2 separate regions of the Ctenopharyngodon idella genome follow, and region 2 is linked to region 1. The links are chromatin contacts, called in public Hi-C maps. All regions are on one chromosome and are shown on one strand. The core of a region is the stretch at or near the end of the contact, and the rest is flanking DNA. Distances in the headings are between cores, read along the strand shown.

Region 1 (5,015 bases), core at 1,181-3,680:
TGTCTGACTTGCTGTGTGATACATGTGTATATATAGCCTATGAACACAGTACACTATAGACAGTTTGTTATACCAGTCAAATGAGGTCAATCATTTCATTTTATCCTTATGTGAGTAAAAGTTCTAGTGTTCTTGTTATAAATGATCAATAAACAGACTGAATCTTGATTTGTTTTATATTATGGTTTAGGTTTCACCATTTATAAAAACCTTTCTTTGATCCTGTCAGACTGTCTTGTGATTTTCTATATGGAGTTCAAACTCAAAAATGGTACAAATGACAATATTTCTGTTGTTCCAATCATGATAATAAAGTTTTATTATGTGTGTGTATGTATATGTGAGTGAATTTACTCTCTTCTTTTGTGCTGTATCTTGTCTCACTCCATCTCATTGGCTCTATGTGTGAACTTTGACCATGACCTTCTGATTACCCCCAATGCTCTTGACTCGACCATCAGCCACTGGCGTCTAGACAGGCTTTTTAATTTCCTCTTCTATGGTCTCTTCTTGAAAATAAGGGTAATACTACCTGTCTGAAAAGAGTACTTCAGCTAAATGAATGACATATGATTTACAGGTACCACCTGCAATACACATCCTCTCATAGATATTAACAACACTTTTTACTAAAATTGTTGAATAGTGCGAGGCTACAGCATGACTACTTACTTAACTTGCATGGAATGTATTCAAAAATGTGTTATCTCATTGTGGCTTTAACATGCTTTATTAAATTCTGAACTTGGCTGTCCTAACTTCGAGGACAAATACTAAATCCCTCCTCACAACTCAACACTAATTCATAAGCTAATATAGAGGAGGATGACAAACTATGCACTGTTATCTGTTTTCAAAAAGCCCTATTGTAATCCTCTTTGACTTCACGTTATGTGAAATGACTAGAGTGCCACCTACTGGGCGATTTATAGCCTACGTGTAAATAACTATAACAATAAGCTGGGCAACTGTGGCCCTTTTGTTTCAGAGTTATGAATCATTTTCAGTAAAAATAAATCCCCTTGGGCCTTCATTGAAAGAATTAAGACAAGTTACACAAACAGTGAGGTAGTGTCATGAAAAATATTGCTCCTAGCTATTAGAAAACCAGACGGAAAATCCGCCCCAAAATGACGTGGTGTCTGCTCAACTCAAAAATGACCTGTACTGGGAGTTTAAAGGCCCACTGAAGAGCCTTGGAATGCACAGCATTATTCAATGTGTTGACGTAATTTCAACTGAAACAGGAAGACAGGGCGATATATGTCATATATCACCCTGTCTTATATATCGAATAGCCCTGTCCCCTTTTTTTAAATAGCCAATAGCGTTTCGTTTATGTTAAACGAACATAAATGCTCGTCCAGAGCCATTAGACTCTGTAAAACCTCAGTTTCCTTCTAATCTTTATCCGTTTCTCCTCCTAATGTCCTAATCGCTTTAACTTACAGCATTCTGTGCAGAATTCAAATGGGTCCAATATCTTTTGTTGTCTGAGCCGACTCGCGCATATGATCCGCTCTGTGTTCTCATGTCTCTGGACCGGAGCAGACTGTGCTCGCGCTGCGGCGGTTCATGTGACACTAATTCGCGTCATTCATTCATTCACGTCAAAGGAAAGCATATTTACACTGTCTGAATCATTCCCTATTCTCAATATAGTGCACTACGTGCCATTCACCATGTAGAAACTAGGAAATGTGTCTGTAAGAGTGTAGGAGGAGGCGGGACTTCAGATTCTAGAGAGCATTTGATTGGACCGAAGAAGATTTGACAGAAACTGAAGTGCGATGTGATGTCATGAAAATCCGTGATCCATTCAAGTGAGAGACTAAGTTTTGAATGCTTATATCTCCTAAATGCGAATTTTGTCATTGTTTTGGAACACACCCGATTATTCATAACTTTAAGGCTAACATATTCATACTAAAAGCTAAAAAACTTAAATTTCAATTTCAGGGGGACTTTAAAAGCATCAAGACATGACAGTTATGAGCTACTTACAACACAGTAGTACATTCCATCTATAGCAGTTCCTCTCAATGTTATACTGGCATATGGAAAAACAGGTTGGGTCTGGTTTTGTCTATATTGTGGGGAACAATGTCCACACAACGACAGTAAAACGTTAAATCAGCTTCAATCTGCTGACCAGACAATAGTCCTCAGAAGTATCAGGTTTAATAAACAATAAATAATTCAAAAATATAAAAATGCCAAATGGTTGCGTTTTAGGTAGAGTTAGTAAATAGAAAATAGTATTATCTCAAAATTACACTGGAAAGTTTGCAACATGGCACACGTCGTCTCGCTTGCTTTTTTTTCTTCTCGTAATTTTAACAATTTTTGATCATACAAAGACATCAGTCAAATCTTGTAACGGACTGGCCTTCGTTTGACTTCACTTCCCATAAGTCCTCTCGCGCGCTCTTCCGGTTTGCTGTCATTGCTGTGCGCTGCTCGCGTATCCTCGGTATATAAACATTACTACACGACGCTTTTTTACTGCAAGTAGCATTTTGCTCTAATGAGCACTTATGTACTTTAGTCTTTGCACTCAAAGTAAAGCTTTAGTTATGTTTGCTTGTGCAGTTACACAGCGGTTACGTCACGTTGTGTGTCTGGACTCAGTGCAGAGATGTTCAACACTCTTCACCAGGGCTTTGGTTTCTCAGGCTCTCCGAAGTTTTTCAGATGCCCCTGCAACTACGAAAGACTTGAATAAACCTATAAAGCAATGGGAATTATTAGTTAGTCCTTACACGAAGGTCAGATGTCATTTAGGCTGTAATATATCCATAAAACCACTGGATCCACATGCTTTTCCTGAAGCTGACCGGGCATTTATTACTGTGCACGTGACAGATGCGAATCAAACTCTTAATGTGGACAGATTTCATGTTCATTATGATGATCAAAGCAATGAACTTCAGATTTTGTCCGATGAGGTGGACAGCAATGTCACTGTTGAACTGACAGCACCTATTAAATGTGGTAAGGATCTGAATTCAGGCTTGTAAAGATAATAATAAATTATTGACACATTGTTTTATTAATATTAATATTTAATTATAATGATTATTTTAATATAATTTTTAAAAAATATTTTTACCATGTAGACTGTATTTACAGTAAATAAAGGTAATGTAATAAGTGTACTTTTAATAAAGTAAATTTATTGAAATACATGTGAATCCTTCTAGTCCCTGTCCATCCCTCCAGATCTCCACATCAAGACTAAAGACAAAGGCAATGTGAAGATCAAGAATATGGAGAGTGACCTCTGCCACGTGCACACGGAGAGAGGACACTGTGTCCTGAAGTCTGTAAAGGTATTTTATCCATAGGCTTTTATCATTTAATGTAAGGGGTTTTCAAAATAGGGTCGGGGGCCACAAGGGAGTACTAGGGGGGCCATGGAAAAGTTTATAAATAAATTAATAGGTAAATAAATTAATTAAAAATTAAAAAGCATTAAAATAAAATAAAAATTGATATAAATAATACATCTAACAGTACATTATTATAGTGATGTATTAGAAACGAAAAAAGCAGTAAATATAGCGAAACATTACTATTTAAAATAACAGTTTTCTGTTTTACTATACACTACCATTTAAAAGGGGTGTTTTAAAAAATGAATACTTTTATTCAGCAAAGACGCATTAAATTGATCAAAAGTGACAGTAAAGACATTTATATTGTTAGAAATACTTTTTATTTCATATAAATGCTGTTCTTTTGAAATTTCTATTCATCAAAAAATCCTGAAAAAAAATGTATCATGGTTTCCACAAACATATTAAGCAACAAAAACGGTTCAATGTTGATAATAATAGGAGCCTTTACTAATACTTGAGCACCAATAATAAATTATATTAACTGAGCATCAAATCAGCATATTATAATGAATTCTGAAGGATCATGTGATGCTGAAGATTGGAGTAATGATGCTGAAAATTCAGCTTTGCCATCAAAGAAATAAATTACATTTTAATATTCATTAAAGCAGTTGTTTTTTAACTATAATATTTCACAATATTATTGAATTTTTTATCAAATAAATGCAGCCTTGGTGGGCAATCAGAGACTTCTTTCAAAAACATTAAAAATCCAAATTTTTCCAAACTTTTGACTCATATTGTATATAGTTGCCTTTTAAATTTTAGGAAGCAGGTCCCTTGTGTCACGATGATCAGATTTGGTGTCTGTGATATCTAAAAGATTGAAAACCCCTGAATTAATTAATGTCTCATAAAAGCCTAAATATGTCTTATTTACTGACCTAATAAGGATCTGATTAATATCATGTGTTTAAAGGTGCAATATGTAAGAGTTTTGTAGTAAAAAAAAAAAAAAACACTAGGCCAGTGTTATATATTTTGTTCACTGGAGTACTTACAATATCCCAAATGTTTCCAACTGTTTGTAAATCTTGAGAAAATTGCAATTTTAACCAAGGCTCCGGGACGTGTGAGGAGTCGCCTGTCAATTGCGTCATACCCGCGTTACCCTCGGTTTCCGGTTTTATTTTGTAGAAACCATGAAAACACCAAAGACGCTTTAATATATTACATGTTTTAATAGACAAGGGAACAACTGTTTTGATATATTTATAGACAGAAAACTAATTGTTGTTATATAGCTCAACACATTTAGTCTTATTGTTTAAATCTAATTTTCTTGATTTTTTTTTGCGAGTACCATGCTTTACCATGCCTCAGAGAAAAACACTATTTTGTCAAGTAGCTAACATAGCATAATCAGATGCAGCTTTATTTTTAGTAACCATAATTTAGTAACCAAGAAAACAGCATTTTCTCCATCATACAATACGTTTTAAAATGAATTGCGTGCCATTTATCAACGCAAGCCATCCAGCATTTAATATGATAGGCTATTCTAAAATTGATCTATCTTACTTCAGTGTGGAACAAGTGTCTCACAGCAGCCGCCGAGCGAACGCACAGAATAACTTTATAACATTTTCAACACACTCAAATGTATCTAATATG
Region 2 (5,015 bases), core at 1,752-4,251, 130 kb before region 1:
CATAATAAGTCATATCCTGACAAGGGAGGCACACCTAAACGTTACAAACACTCACATGTAAACAAGCTCATCCTTCATAACGTTACTTATTTAGTCACAGCTAGCAGTGGTACAGTTAGTCACAAGCACAACCTATTTTTTATTACCTCATAAAATGGAATAAGCAAATAGAATGGTTATAGAAAACCATCAAAAAACAAAGTGTATGCATTTATATCTCTTTGCAAAACAGGATCTTGTTTTGTAGAGCAGGAAACAGTAGTTTTGACATTAAATGCTCAGACAAGCTTGCTGCTTTGGTTCTCACAACCTTATGTAACACTGGCGTCTGATAGATGAGAACAATGCAGCTGTTAATATCTTCATTTTTTTTTACAGATTACGATGCAATTTAATCAATACATATACAGCAAAATCCCCAGAGTTAAATCAACTCTGCTCAGAGAACATATGGTCCCTCTTTACATAGAGTTAAAATAACACTGAAGCAGAGTTAAAGTTAATGAAATAATATGCTGTTTGTGGAGTTGTTTAATCAGATCTTGAGAGATTTAATGTTTTTTATCTTCAGTTGATTTCATCTAAGGCTGTGGCTGAAAGTCATTTGTAGTTATTGTGTTACTCTTCAGTAATTCTGTTAACACTTGTTAACAGCAGGTGTTCATCACTAATGCTCAATCATAACTTAATTAATCACTTAATTATCTCATTAGCTTTAACTCTGCTAGAGGGACCAAATGTAATCTGAGCAGAGTTGATTTAACTCTGGGGATTTTGCTGTGTAGACTTTTCATGAAAATTATTTACTTCATGTAACTTCTTAAAGAAAATGCTTTTGTCTATGTGAGGATTTATAGTGGTGGCAGCTTATTGCTTGAAGATCTGTCTGCAAAATCTAAACCTCCATCTCTGTAAATGTACTGAAAGATGCTTTTGTAATCTGGTCAATGAAACAGAGCTAAATAAAGGAATGACTGTGTATTATTGATTGAGTGAGTGAGTAACAATTACACCAAAGATAAGACAGGAAACACACCCAGTTTCTGGTTATATTCAGACAGCAAAGACATTATCACTAGTGGCAATATGGTTAGTCATGACAATGAAGCAGTGGCCATGCTATCTGTGCTTCATGTCTACATCTACTCAACAAAATGAGTAAAGCAAGGAATTCAAGCAGACTTAGGGAAGACAAGTCAGCACAAGTCTTTAATAAACCCCTAAAAGAGAGGCAGAGAATTTAAAATCTTACAGCTTTCATCACCACACCCATTCTAAAACCAAGACAAACACAAAAAAAGCCACAGCTTCCGCTATGAGGCCAGCGCATCAGTTTCTGTTTCCTGCTCTCTGCCCCATAATTTGCACTTACAGCTCGTTCTGACACGTTACAATGTGTGTTTGTTATATTGAACAAATAAAGCACTTTATTCCATTTTTATTGCTATTAATTTCAAACAAATTAATATATAAACACACACAGTGGAGTCCACATATTTCTGAGTGAAAATGCTTTAATGCTTTAAAGTTTTTCCCTTACAAATTATATCAACATAACAATTTGAATAAAAATTCAAGATTAAAGGATTAGTTCCATAGACTGTAATAAAAGATTACTTCACTTTCAAATGAAAATTACCCCAATCTTTACTCACCCTCAAGCCATCCTAGGTGTATATGACTTTGTTCTTTCTAATGAACACATTTTTATTTTTTAATAAATATCCTGACGCATCCGAGCTTTATTATGGCAGTGAACAGGACCAACGAGTATGAGCTGAAGAAAGTGCATCCATCCTCATCCATCCATCATAAACATACTCCACAAGGCTCCACACGGGTTAATAAATGCCTTCTGAAGCGAAGCGATGCGTTTGTGTAAAAAAATATACTGTATCCATATTTAACAAGTTAAAATATCTAGCTTCCACCAGACCGCCTTCCATATTCAACTTACGAAGAAAGTGTAAACTGGCGTCGTGTCAGTTACACTTTTTCCGTAAGTTGAATAGGGAAGGCGTAGGACGTAGCGTAAGCTTTTTGAACTGCAAGAGTTTTACGCTTTCTTCGTAAGTTGAATATGGAAGACAGTCTGGTGGAAGCTAGATATTTTACTTCATAACTTGTTAAATTTGCATTTTTTTTTTTTTTTTTTTTACAAAAATTCATCGCTTCTCTTCAGAAGGCCTTTATTAACCACCCGGAGCCGTGTGGAGTATGTTTATGATGGATGGATGTGGATGGATGCACTTTTTCAGCTCATACCCGTCAACCTTATTCACTGCCATTATAAAGCTCGGATGCGTCAGGATATTTATTAATATTTCTCTGATTGTTTTCATCAGAAAGAAGAAAGTCATACACCTAGGATGGCTTGAGGGTGAGTAAAGCTTGGGATAATTTTCATTTGAAAGTGAACTAATCCTTTAACCTAAAAATAGCCTATTTAATATTTGAAGTTTAATTTAAATACTTAATATTTATCTTTTGGTATTTAGACCTAATTAGAAACATGGGATAAGATGATAAAAATGATATTTTACTGAAATTCTACTTTGTCTGTCATTGGTTATTCAATTATTATCAACTAAATTGTCAAAATAAAATTGTAAATAGTAGTATTTTAGATGAATGACACTTTAAAAATACATGTAAATGAAAAGAATTATATCAAAAGTCATTCTGTATAAGTTTATCTATCTATCTATCTATATGATATATTATACAAAAGACAAAAGTATTTTATTTTAAACAATTAGGCCTACATTTTATTTATAATAATTTCTAATTAATATCTCAAATAAATAACTGTATAAAATAAATGTAATTTAAAAATGAAGCAGTATAATCCACGTTACACACAGTATAACAGTAAAATATAGTAGGCTATATTACTAGTCATATCTCATAGCCTCCAGCTCTCCGATCTTTTAGCTATTGTTTCGATTTGTGACATGTCATACTTGGCGCTGATTGGTAGTTCTCATCTACATCTCAGCTTCTATTGGTTGAACAGCGCACATTGGCAATGAGCGGAAGTCTTTCAGCGTGAGTGAATGTGAAGGGGGGACAGAGGTGGGAGACTGTCCCGTTCAACAAAAGTGATCCTTCAGGGAAAGTTGCTGGTGGGAGTACATTCAACGCTGGTTATCACATCTAAACAACCTCGACAAGAATGGAGATCGAGAAAGAAGTTAAAAAGGTACGCTTATTGAAATGGTCATGGTCCAAAGTGTTAGTTGCAGAAACATTCGGCAACGCCCTTAAAGGTAAATTCACTGCCATTGTTATACATGGCGAAACATTTGGTTTTACAACTGTCACATTTGAGAGCAAATGAAAAAGCTTGGTTACATTTATTAAGAAATAGGAAGCGGACATTAATAGGAAGTAAAACATAGAAGGAGTGTCCTGGTCCCTCTTTATTTGATAGAAAAAAAATGAATTGGATGTAATGGCTTAGTTGATAGAGACGATAGATTTTCCTTTTTCCATAATTGTAAGCAAGCTGGAAGATGTTATGATTATTATGTATCATTCTACAGATACATTCGCTTTTCTTATATGGGTGTCTCTACAGAAACTGGGTTTCTTTCATAGCACATTGCAGTAATTCAACCACAAGCCAAGTTGCAATGGTACATTTGAACTTTAGTGGTGGTAAAGTGGTAAAGTATGTTGTAACATACATGTACTGTAAAGAAAGAAGTGGGTTTATTGCAAGATGATGATGAAAACATATGAAGTTCCTTACTGTTAAATACAGTTATTTTCTCACCCTCATGTTGTTCCAAACCTGTATGACTCTCTTTCTTTCTTCTGTGAAACACAAGATATTTTGAAAAATGTTCTTCAAAGACAATGAATGAAAACTGAAGATGTCAAGCCTCAAAACGAACACAAATTCACCATAAAGGTAGTTAATATGACTTGTGCACTTTGTGTGACGAACAGACTGAAATTTAAGTCATTTTTCACTGACAAACAGATTAGTGAAGAAATGATTCATTTGATCATGATTCATCCGATTGATAAACCAATCTGAATGATTCGTTCACAAATCAGACTGATTCAGTTCTTGAGTTCAACTTGCTGAATCGATGATCCAGTCAACACAGTTAAAGGGTTAGTTCACGCAAAAATGGAAATTCTGTCATTAATTACTCACCCTCATGTCGTTCCACACCCTTAAGACCTTCGTTCATCTTCAGAACACAAATTAAGATATTTTTGATGAAATCCAATGGCTCAGTGAGGCCTCCATTGACAGCAAGACAATTAACACATTCAAATGCCCAGAAAGGTACTAAAGACATATTTAAAACAGTTCATGTGACTACAGTGGTTCAACCTGTTATGAAGCGATGAGAATACTTTTGTGCGCCAAAAAACAAAATAATGACTTCAACAATATCTAGTGATGGGCGATTTCAAAACACTGCTTCATGAAGCTTGGAAGTGTTTTGAAATTTCAATGGTTCACGTGACTTTGGCAGTTTGACACATGCTCAGAACCACTGATTCGAAACAAAAGATTCGACAAAATGGAGGCCTCACTGAGCTATTGGATTTTATCAAAAAATATCTTAATTTGTGTCCCGAAGATGAACGAAGGTCTTACGGGTGCGGAACGACATGAGGGTGACAGAATTTTCATTCTTGGGTGCACTAACCCTTTAAGATCTCACTGAAGGTGAAGTCTCAATCTTTCCATTAGTTTTCAATTAAAACAAATTATTTTAAAGAAGACATTAAGTATTAAGGACTACTTTAATGATACTTTAATTGCATTAAAAAGTACAATTGTAATTTTTGAAGTGAACTATCCATTTAATAAAATGGCCAGTTTCTCATAAATGTTACATTGTATATGACATTTCCACATTGTTACAATTGCAACACTAAGTGTACTAAGAGTTTGAGGGTCTATAAAGGAAACAATTAATAAACATTTACATTTTTTTTAAATGTTTAAAGCATCTTTAATAGATGCAATATTTTTCATCTGCTAAATC

The links. A called contact is a pair of places that touch in the nucleus more often than the background predicts.
Region 2: a contact with region 1 is called in a Hi-C map of muscle, with 2.1 times the contacts expected there. The contact joins the promoter of tes here to the promoter of fam185a in region 1. A contact is called at or near these places in 2 of 2 Hi-C or Micro-C datasets (both in muscle).

The regions. Positions count from the first base shown.
Region 1 is chr24:16,166,308-16,171,322 of HZGC01, reverse strand. fam185a (family with sequence similarity 185 member A) reads left to right here and starts at 2,430. Exons shown (of 8, transcript XM_051884912.1): 1 at 2,430-2,994; 2 at 3,204-3,332. The coding sequence starts at 3,270. It overlaps met (MET proto-oncogene, receptor tyrosine kinase), which reads left to right. Exons shown (of 21, transcript XM_051883412.1): 21 at 1-337.
Region 2 is chr24:16,300,132-16,305,146 of HZGC01, reverse strand. tes (testis derived transcript (3 LIM domains)) reads left to right here and starts at 3,001. Exons shown (of 7, transcript XM_051884390.1): 1 at 3,001-3,202. The coding sequence starts at 3,176.